Linked DNA regions of Mus musculus: region 2 is linked to region 1. Evidence: chromatin contacts called from public Hi-C data. All regions are on one chromosome and are shown on one strand. Each heading gives the region's core, a stretch centred on a gene start, on an enhancer-like site or on the middle of the called end of the contact. The rest is flanking DNA. Distances are from core to core; before and after follow the strand shown.

Region 1 (4,458 bases), core at 45-2,544:
TAAGCCGACCTTGTCTACAACTCAGCCCCAATGAGAGACCAAGGTCCCTCAGGATCTGGTGCTCACTGTGATCTTAACTCTTAAACAGTACGGCTACGAACAGGAGGAATTAACAGGGTGAGCTCCAGGGAATGTTGGACAATTGTGGGCAAGGGGCATGGGACCTTAGTTCCTGTTTTGGGGCACCCAACAACCTCAAAAGGTAAGAGGAGAACGAAGGAAGGAGAGAGTGGTGAGTAGATGGACGGAGATACTGACAGATGAACACTGGAGTCCCTGGCAGCAATTGGACCCATAGTCCAAATTCCCAGGAAGCCCTTGTTGGCTGCAACTGGCCCCGAAAGGCCTCCAGCACGTGCCAAAAAAAAAGGAGCAGGCGCCAGAATGGCCACCAGGGGGCCAGCCGACGGTTCTAAGTACCCGTCCCGTCGGTGAGTCGGTGAGGAAGCATCCGAGCTGGGTTGCAGAGGACTGGCCGAGGAAACTGGACTAGGCCACGGCGTGACAAAAGCGTGTCCAGCGGGGCCAGCAGAAGCCGCACAGGGGTTTCAGGTGGAACTAAGGTGTGGGGTGCGGCACAGGGAAGAGGCCTGGGGCGCGCGCGCGGGGGGGGGGGTCCGCGGGTGCTGCCCCTCCCCCACGGCGCAGGCCCATTCCCCTCCCCCACTAGGGGGCTAACTCGTAGGTTAGGGAGCATCCACATTTCTCTCCCCGTCGGTTTTGCTTGCGTTTGGCCCTTTGTATGAGGCTAGTTCATTGGATAGTTTCGAGGTTCACCCCGCCCAAGTTCCTGAGCTGGCCAATTGCAGAAAGTGTCACAGCGCGCTAAGTTCCGGGGATCGTCACCGTACTGCGACGATTCCCAGGATGTTTAGGCCTCAGTGATCTTTGCTCCCGGGACTCGGGCCTTGAGCCCAAGGATACCTCCAGAGCCTGTGCCCGGGAAGGTGCCCTCTGAGCATCCGGATGACCCTTGGGAATCTATGCTTCTTTTTCCTCACACGACTCTCTGATGTGTCCTCGAGTGGACGCGCTCATCCCGAAGAGGAGTTTGCAGACGCTCCCTCGAGCCTAGGACGCGGCCCCTTTAAGAGTGCGGCCGTTCAGGGCACCGCCTGCTTGGACAGGCGCCCTGGGCTCGGGCTCCTTAGGCGGTCGCGGGCAACGAGGGCGCGGCAGCCGCGTGCGGGCTGCGGGAAGCTCGTGTTTAAGTAGACGCGTAGGCCACCGGACGGGAGGGACGGTAAGCTGAGCAGGCGTGTGGCGGGCAGCCCAGCTCAGGCCCCGCCCCGCCCGCTGGGGTCCTGCGCTCCGTGCTGCGCGCGGCGGGCGCGGAGGGAAGTCCCGAGACAAAGGAGCGCCGCCGCCTCTGCCGCCGCGACGGTCCGGGCCGCGGTCGCCCAGGTGAGCCGCCACCGGCCTGCGCACGCACTCCCATCTTCGCCCGGACTCGCCGCCGTTCCCAGTGAGCTTCCGGGAGGCGCCGAGCGGAGCCACGGCGGCCTCCTCTCGCTCGCGGCCTCCGAGTCTCGGCCTTCGGGGCACTAGGGCCCAGCCGCTGTGCCACGGGAGAATACAGGGTTGGGAGCACGGCCCACTGCCCCCCTACTCTTGGCGAACTGAGTTCCGCCGACCCCGCAACAGATAATCTGAGCTTCCCAGTAGCTCCCAGACGCGTTCTGGGCGGTGCTGGGCTCCGTAGTTAGGCGAGTGAGAGTGCGGAAGGCCGTGAGTACTGGGCCGTGTCGGGGCCTGTAAGCACCCGGAGTCACATCAGAAGGCTTCGTTCGTTACCGAGACGCTAGGCTTGTAGCTTGGGTTTTTGTGGGGGAGTCTTGTGTATATTCTCTGCCCCACCTTCCTTTATTCTTAAGGAACTGTTGTTTTAGTGGATGAGTTAGTTACCTGCCTGCATAGCAGAAAACGGGCGTCGAAGGGGAGTTTGTTTTCTTTCTAAAGGTATTCAGGCTGTGAGTGATCGCAGTCCTGCCCTCCTCTGGCTGTCTCTGCCACTGGAAACTTAACAAACAGCGTGGTATACTTACTGAAGGATCCTTAGGGCCTACAGTGTGCATTCGAGTAAAAGAGGCCGCTTCGCCCTATCCAAGCCAGCCGTAGTGCCTGGTACCCATGTTCCCTCTGCCGAGGTGGGCGGAGATAAGCAACCTTGCACAGGCTCTCTGACCGGTAAGTAGCTCTGAAGTAGGTGGTGTCGCCAGACAAATACTGTACACTGTAGGAAGCCTGGAGTCATAAGACCCATCCCTGTATGTCCTTCCTGTCTCTAGTAGTGGGGAGGGGAATGGTTTTTTGGTTTGGTTTGGTTTAGTTTGGTCATTGCATCACAAAACTTTTAGCTCGTGAAGTGACTGTTTGCCTGGGAAGGCAAGTTGTGTTTAAGTGGCTTTTGGAGTGCTTGCGGGAGCAGCAGCACTGCCCCCCAAGTTTCTGCCTAGATCATTGCCAGGGTGCTCCTAGGGTTCCTTTTCCTCGACCGTGGGGCAAAAGGCCTTTAAGAGTTCTGATAAGAGCCACCTCTCACTTCTCCCTGTTTTTGAGACAGGATCTCTTGTAGCCAAGGCTAACCTTGAACTCTTGGTGATTCCCTGGTTCTGTCTCCTTAACACTGAGTGTCCAGGCAAGAGCAGTTGAGCTAGCTTCTCGGTTCTTCTCACTTAGGATAGCTGCAGTTGGATGCTAGGACAGAGTTCTCTGGGCACACAACTTTATCCTGAAGTCAGTTACAGCTGTCCCAACAGCTTTGTGTGGCCCGGTGTCCAGGCTTCTTTCTCCAGAGCACTGGCCCCGGGCTCCAGAGAGAAACCTGTTAGGAAACCCTGCCCAGACTTGCTTGCCATCTTCTGCCATCTGATTGGCTGGATGAGGATAGCTGCTTCAGTGGAAGATGCTAGAGAAAGAGATTGGGCAGGCCTGTGCGTTGAGAAGTTGAAAAGAGGGACACATTGGAAGTGAAGCCCTATGCTCCAGTCACTCTTAGATGAGCGCCACCTGGGTCGTAAATTGCCTAAGAGATGACTATTAGGGCAGGTTGGGGTTTTGTGGCAGAACCTTGGTGCTTGTTCCTAGACAGGCTCTACTCCTGTGCTAGGAAAAGACAGTTGGGTTTGGGCTGGACTCTCTGTTTTGGACTTGAGGTCTGTAAGAGAGGAGCCTTGCCTTTAATTTGTATACTTTGTGATTTGGTATTGGAGTTTGTGGAGCATAAGTACTGTCTGTTGTGATTTATAAAAAAAGGAATCGGGATGTTTGATAGAGCCAGGTATGCTTAGAAGGAATGCCAACATTGTCAAGGCTTGTCCTGGTGGCTTGTGCTTTTTTTTTTTTAATATATTTTATGTGCACTATTACCTGTATGTTTGTGTGTTCGAGGGCATCCAGGTCCCCTGGAACTGGAGTTTCAGGCAATCATAAGCTGGCATGTGGGTGCTGGGAGTTGAACCCATTGGAAGAGCATCTAGTACTCTTAATTTCGCCAGTCCCAGCTTGTGCTTCTAAAAGAGGTTCTTCATGTTGGCTTAGAGTGTACAGGATATTAAAAATGCTGATATGAAGTGTTTGTCTTACAATGACCTCACCCACTGAAGTATTTCCTGAACTCTGGGCTCTGGGGTGATGCTGTACCTCTGATGGCAGTCCCAGCCCCTCTCTACTTGGATTTGTACAGTCATCACAAGCAGTCTAGGTGCTGTGGTGCGTGACTGTCAAGGCCAGCTGTGGCCACATGGTGAGACTGTCTCCAAAAATAAAGGAAAGAAAGAAAGAAAAAGTGGTCTAGGAGCCAGATGTAGTGGCTCATGCCTGTAATCCCAATACCAGGAGCTAGCCAGGAGTTTTGGGCTAACCTGGGCTACAGTGTGAGACTCTGAACTTAAAACAAGTCATCTGTAACTTCAGTGCAGGACTCACCAGAATGCTTTGACCCAGTGGGTCTGTCTGTTCAGGTTCAGAACAACTGTGCTTACAGATGGAGGTGCATATCTGATCAGCCCACCTGTAGCCCAGGGATCCTAGCTGGGTCAGGAACACGCAGTAAATCCTAGGGTAGTCACAGCTTTGCAGATAAAATGGGCAGCCTGAGCTAAGTCTAAATAGCAAGAACTCATGGGAGGTCTGCTTGAAGCCTGGCAGAAGCTGTAGCAGGGATGTGCTCTGGCAAGAATCTTACTCTTGTCTAGAGGTGGTTGGAGGTTCCGCCTCAGAGTGAAGACTGAGCTGAAAACGAGAGACTAGGCTAGTGCTAGTCCAGCTGGGAGATTTTACCCACAAGCCTAATGGAAGCCTGAAGCTGGGGTCAAATATGGAACCTCTGAGAAGCAACTCAGTGTGAAATACCCATTGCTCTGCTAGATTCTTGTTCACAGGGGTCATGTTCTTGTGATCACACACCCCTAAATCCCTGTGCTCTGTGGGTTTGGGAGTCTCTTGAGTATTGTTTCA
Region 2 (3,917 bases), core at 1,214-3,713, 3.4 Mb before region 1:
GCTAATTCAAGTGCGAATCCCAAAGGAACGTTTCCTGAGACAGGATTTTTCGATGGAGGCTTGCAAAAATGGGAAAAGGGGGAGAAAAAAGGAAAAAAAAAAAAATTCCGGGAAAGGAGCGCTTTCTCTTGCAAGTTTCGTTCAGGTGACCGCAGTCCCCGGGTCAGGCTTTGCCCTACAGCTCCTCGCTGGAGCTCCGCCCAGCTCGTCTGCTCCCCGGGGCAGGGCTCCCGCGTCCCGAGTGGCGGTACCCGGAGGCAGGGTCCTGAGGCCGCGCTGCAGCAGAGGACCCCCGGGAGGGCCAGTCTTGGGAGCAGGGAGAGCGCAGGGTAGAGAAGCATCCCACCGCGTCCGCAGCTGACCCGCTCCCGCACACGGCTCGCCCCCGACCTGCGTATGCAGGGCGAGGGGTGCAGGACACGTCCCGCTCCAGCTGCCCCCTGCACCCCCAGACACGCCCGGAGGAGAATTCCTGCCGCTGGGCGCATCGCTGAGCTGTGGGGACAGGCCTGGCCCTCAGGCATGCAGGGCCACCCTGCTTGCTCCACCGCGTCCCCCCACCCCACCCCTAACCCGAGGCCCGGCGACACTCACCACACCGAGCCATAGGCGCCCGAGCCCACCGGGGACAGGTTCTGGTATCGTTCGGGCACCTCCCAGATGGTCTTGTTCAGCTCCTGCCGGTAGAACGTGGGCCTCTCCTGCGACATCTTCCAGCGGCAGCAGCGGGGCGAGGAGGTGGCCGAGCGGGGGCTCCTGCCTGCAGCCGCACGCTCTCCTCTGCGCCCGCCCGCGGCAGACCGGACCCCGCGCCCGCCACCCGCGCAGGTGTGGAGGCTGCGACCCGCCGCCCCTGTCAGCCGCGGCGGCTCCTACGAGCGTCGGCAAGGTGCCGGAGCCGGCTGCACGGCTCGAGGCTGCTCCCGCCGCGGTCCTCCTGCAGCCGCTCCCCGGGGAGGGAGCGCACGCCGACGCCGCAAGACACCCGCTCGCGCTTCAGCGCCCCGCTTGGGCTCCAGTGGCGGCGATCCCACAGGCAGCGGCCGGGAGCCTCTCGCGGAACTCTCGCGAGAACAGCTCCAAGGAGGCCCCGCTCTGAATCCAGATCTTACCCAATATGGAACCTGCCCACGGGGCGGGGGGTCGCGAGAAGAGCGCGCAGGGCCGGCAGATCTCGCGAGAAGAGGGACGCGGCTTGGGGAGCCGAGGCAGGAACTCTCGGGGACTGGGCTCCCCGGGGCGCCAAGGGTGGAGGCCGCAGCGCGGGGCGCGCGCGCCTCTCTGTGGTCGCACGGGCGAATGCCTGGCGCCATGGCGGAAAGCCGCTGTGACAGCGTCGGGGAAGAGAGCCAAATGATCTTTGAACTCCGAGCAACCTGCTCACTAGAGTCGTCAATTTCCAAGAACAACTTGAAAGAACAGACAGGCCCTGTCCAGAAAGCTGTCGCATTCCGGTCTGCTCAAGGACAAGTGGCTCACCTCGGGATGCTGGTGAAACCTGCCCCCTAGGCAAATATTAGTCTTGCCTCAAAGCCCAGGCTCTCCCTCCAGGCGCTCCTACATGTTTTCAGGCAGAAGTGGCAGAAGGAGGTTCCAGGGACCCACAGGGAGTTCCAATGCACGAGGTCAGAGGTAGACATCATGAATGGCCACTTCCAGGCTGGGGACCAGCATTTGCAAGGCCCTGGGTTCAATACCCACTACTGGAAGGGGAAGGTACACACACACACTGCAAGTAGGTCATTCCATTTCAGGAAGGTCTTCTCATTTATTTATTTATATTTACACCACCTGCAATTCCGGCATTTGGAAAGACCAGAAAACCCTTCATATACATGCATACATATATATCTATTTACACAGCCTGTAATTCCAGCATTTAGAAAGACCAGGAGACCCTTTCATACTATTTATTTATATGTACAGAACCTGTAATTCCAGCATTTGAAAAGACCAAGAGACCTTTCTCTTATTTATTTATTTATACACAACCTGTAATTCCAGCATTTGGAAAGACCAGGGGACCCTTCTTATTTATTTATTTGTTTATTTATTTATTTGTTTATTTGTATTTACAAATCCTGTAATTCTAGCATTTGGAAAAACCAGGAGACCAAGCCTCTGCTGTGTAGTGATGAGACCGTATGTGCAACACCCCAAAAACCATCACTCGGGTTTGAGACCGACTCTTGCCCTTTAGAGCCATCCAAAGTTTAGAAATTTAAAAGAAAATTGGGGGGTGGGTATTAAAGACTTAATTCATGCCTCTGAGAGTATGGAGAACTACTAGGGCGAGCATTCTGACCGCATCTCATTTAGGTAAGTCTGTTGAGCTTTCTTAGGCCCTGGTTCTAGTCTCTACAAGATCAATGCGACCCTGCATTCCCACCTAGTGGAATCTTCCGTAGAAGCCGAGAAAGCTAATAAAAGTGAATGGGGAAAGTTAGACCCGTAAGAACCCACATCCACCCATGCCTACACCGAGCAGGAGAAAGGGGAAATCTTATTCTCGTGGCTATTTCTAGAAGATCCGGGTATGTGGAGGGCAGCAGGGACCCCTTCTCCTCGGCCCAGATGCCATCCTCGCCCGTCACCCGCACAGCCGGAACGCCCGCGGGTTCTGCAGCAACGGCTCCGGAACTGCCGGCCTCCGCGTCCGCAGCGCTGCCGCCAGCCAGGCTGGAGCCGAGTCTGTCCCCAGCGTCTGCGCTCCTGCGGGCCACCGGAAACCAGGTGAGCCTGGGTCGGGAGCGGTCCGGAGCTCTGGCTGCCGCCTGGGAGCTGACAGCCCGCTCGCGTCCCAGAGCGTGGCTGCTTGGGTCACCTGCAGAGCCAGGAGTGTCCCAGGCACAAGGAGTGGGTGAATGAATGAATGAATGAATGAATGAATAGCGGTGGTCCCTGGAACTTCTCTCTCCTTATAGAAAGGCTGCGTGAAACCGAAATGGCAAGAGACAACATGGAATTTGCATACTGGATCCTTTCAAAAATTCGCATCTCTGTGATGTCCACAGCTGAAGGAACTGGACTGTGGGCCCCCCACACTTCCACTCTCTGTGTCCTCATCAGGCCGCAGCTCAGGGCCCCCTTTGCTTCCAGACTTTACTGTTCTGCTCATTTTGTTCTCTCTGCCTTAAGCCCACCCTCTGTCCCCTCTCCTCCTTCTCTGTCTTCTAGTCCTTATTGCTGGACTTTGGGTCCCCCCATGAAGTCTCCACTGTTCAGCCCAGTAATGAGGATCTCTCTACCACACCTGCTTGGTATCACACTGACTAGCATTAAGGGAAGGTGTTTATGTGACCTGTCAGCAGCTGGAGGGCTGCCACCTTCAAGCATCTCCTGCCACTAGACCATCCCCAATACATTCTCCACCAAAACTGAGAGTCACAGGCAATGAGGTTTTTGGTTGGGAAATACAAGTGCTTTTTTTTTTTTTTTTTTTTAATTGGAAGTGAATTTTGTCTTATGGTTTTAGAAAGCATGTGAAAGATGACTTAATTAGGTAAAAGATATTCTTGTACCTTAACTAATTTTGAGGGTTTCTGGTCCTTTGAGTCAAAATTTTATAAATCGGGTTACATTTTTTTGCATTTAAAATATCCCAAATAGAGATTTTAAACGAATCAGTGAGTGGGTGAATGGATGGATGGACAGATGGCTGAGGGTAGCAGAAGCAAAAAGAGCTGTGTTAACGTGCTTGTATTTTTTTTTAAGTGTTTTTTAGCAATGAAAGCCTGCTTAAAGATAAAGGCTGGGACTACAGCTCAGGGTAGAGTAGCCCTGCATGTGTTAGGCCCTCAGATGGGTCCCCAGCCCAGGAAGGAAGAATCAAAAAGAATTAAGGCATGGATGGTGGCTTACACCTATAACCCAGCATTGGCTAGCTGGGGACAGGAGGAGGAGGATGCCAAAGCCCA

The links. A called contact is a pair of places that touch in the nucleus more often than the background predicts.
Region 2: a contact with region 1 is called in a Hi-C map of B cells, with 6 read pairs. The contact joins the promoter of Slc26a8 here to the promoter of Ube2i in region 1.

Annotation. Positions count from the first base shown.
Region 1 is chr17:25,270,267-25,274,724 of GRCm38.p6, reverse strand. Ube2i (ubiquitin-conjugating enzyme E2I) reads left to right here and starts at 1,294. Exons shown (of 7, transcript NM_001177610.1): 1 at 1,294-1,404. It overlaps Gm17801 (predicted gene, 17801), which reads right to left and starts at 601. Exons shown (of 1, transcript NR_027452.1): 1 at 1-601.
Region 2 is chr17:28,688,533-28,692,449 of GRCm38.p6, reverse strand. It overlaps Slc26a8 (solute carrier family 26, member 8), which reads left to right and starts at 2,463. Exons shown (of 20, transcript NM_001290320.1): 1 at 2,463-2,733. It overlaps Mapk14 (mitogen-activated protein kinase 14), which reads right to left and starts at 1,108. Exons shown (of 12, transcript NM_011951.3): 1 at 595-1,108. The coding sequence starts at 710.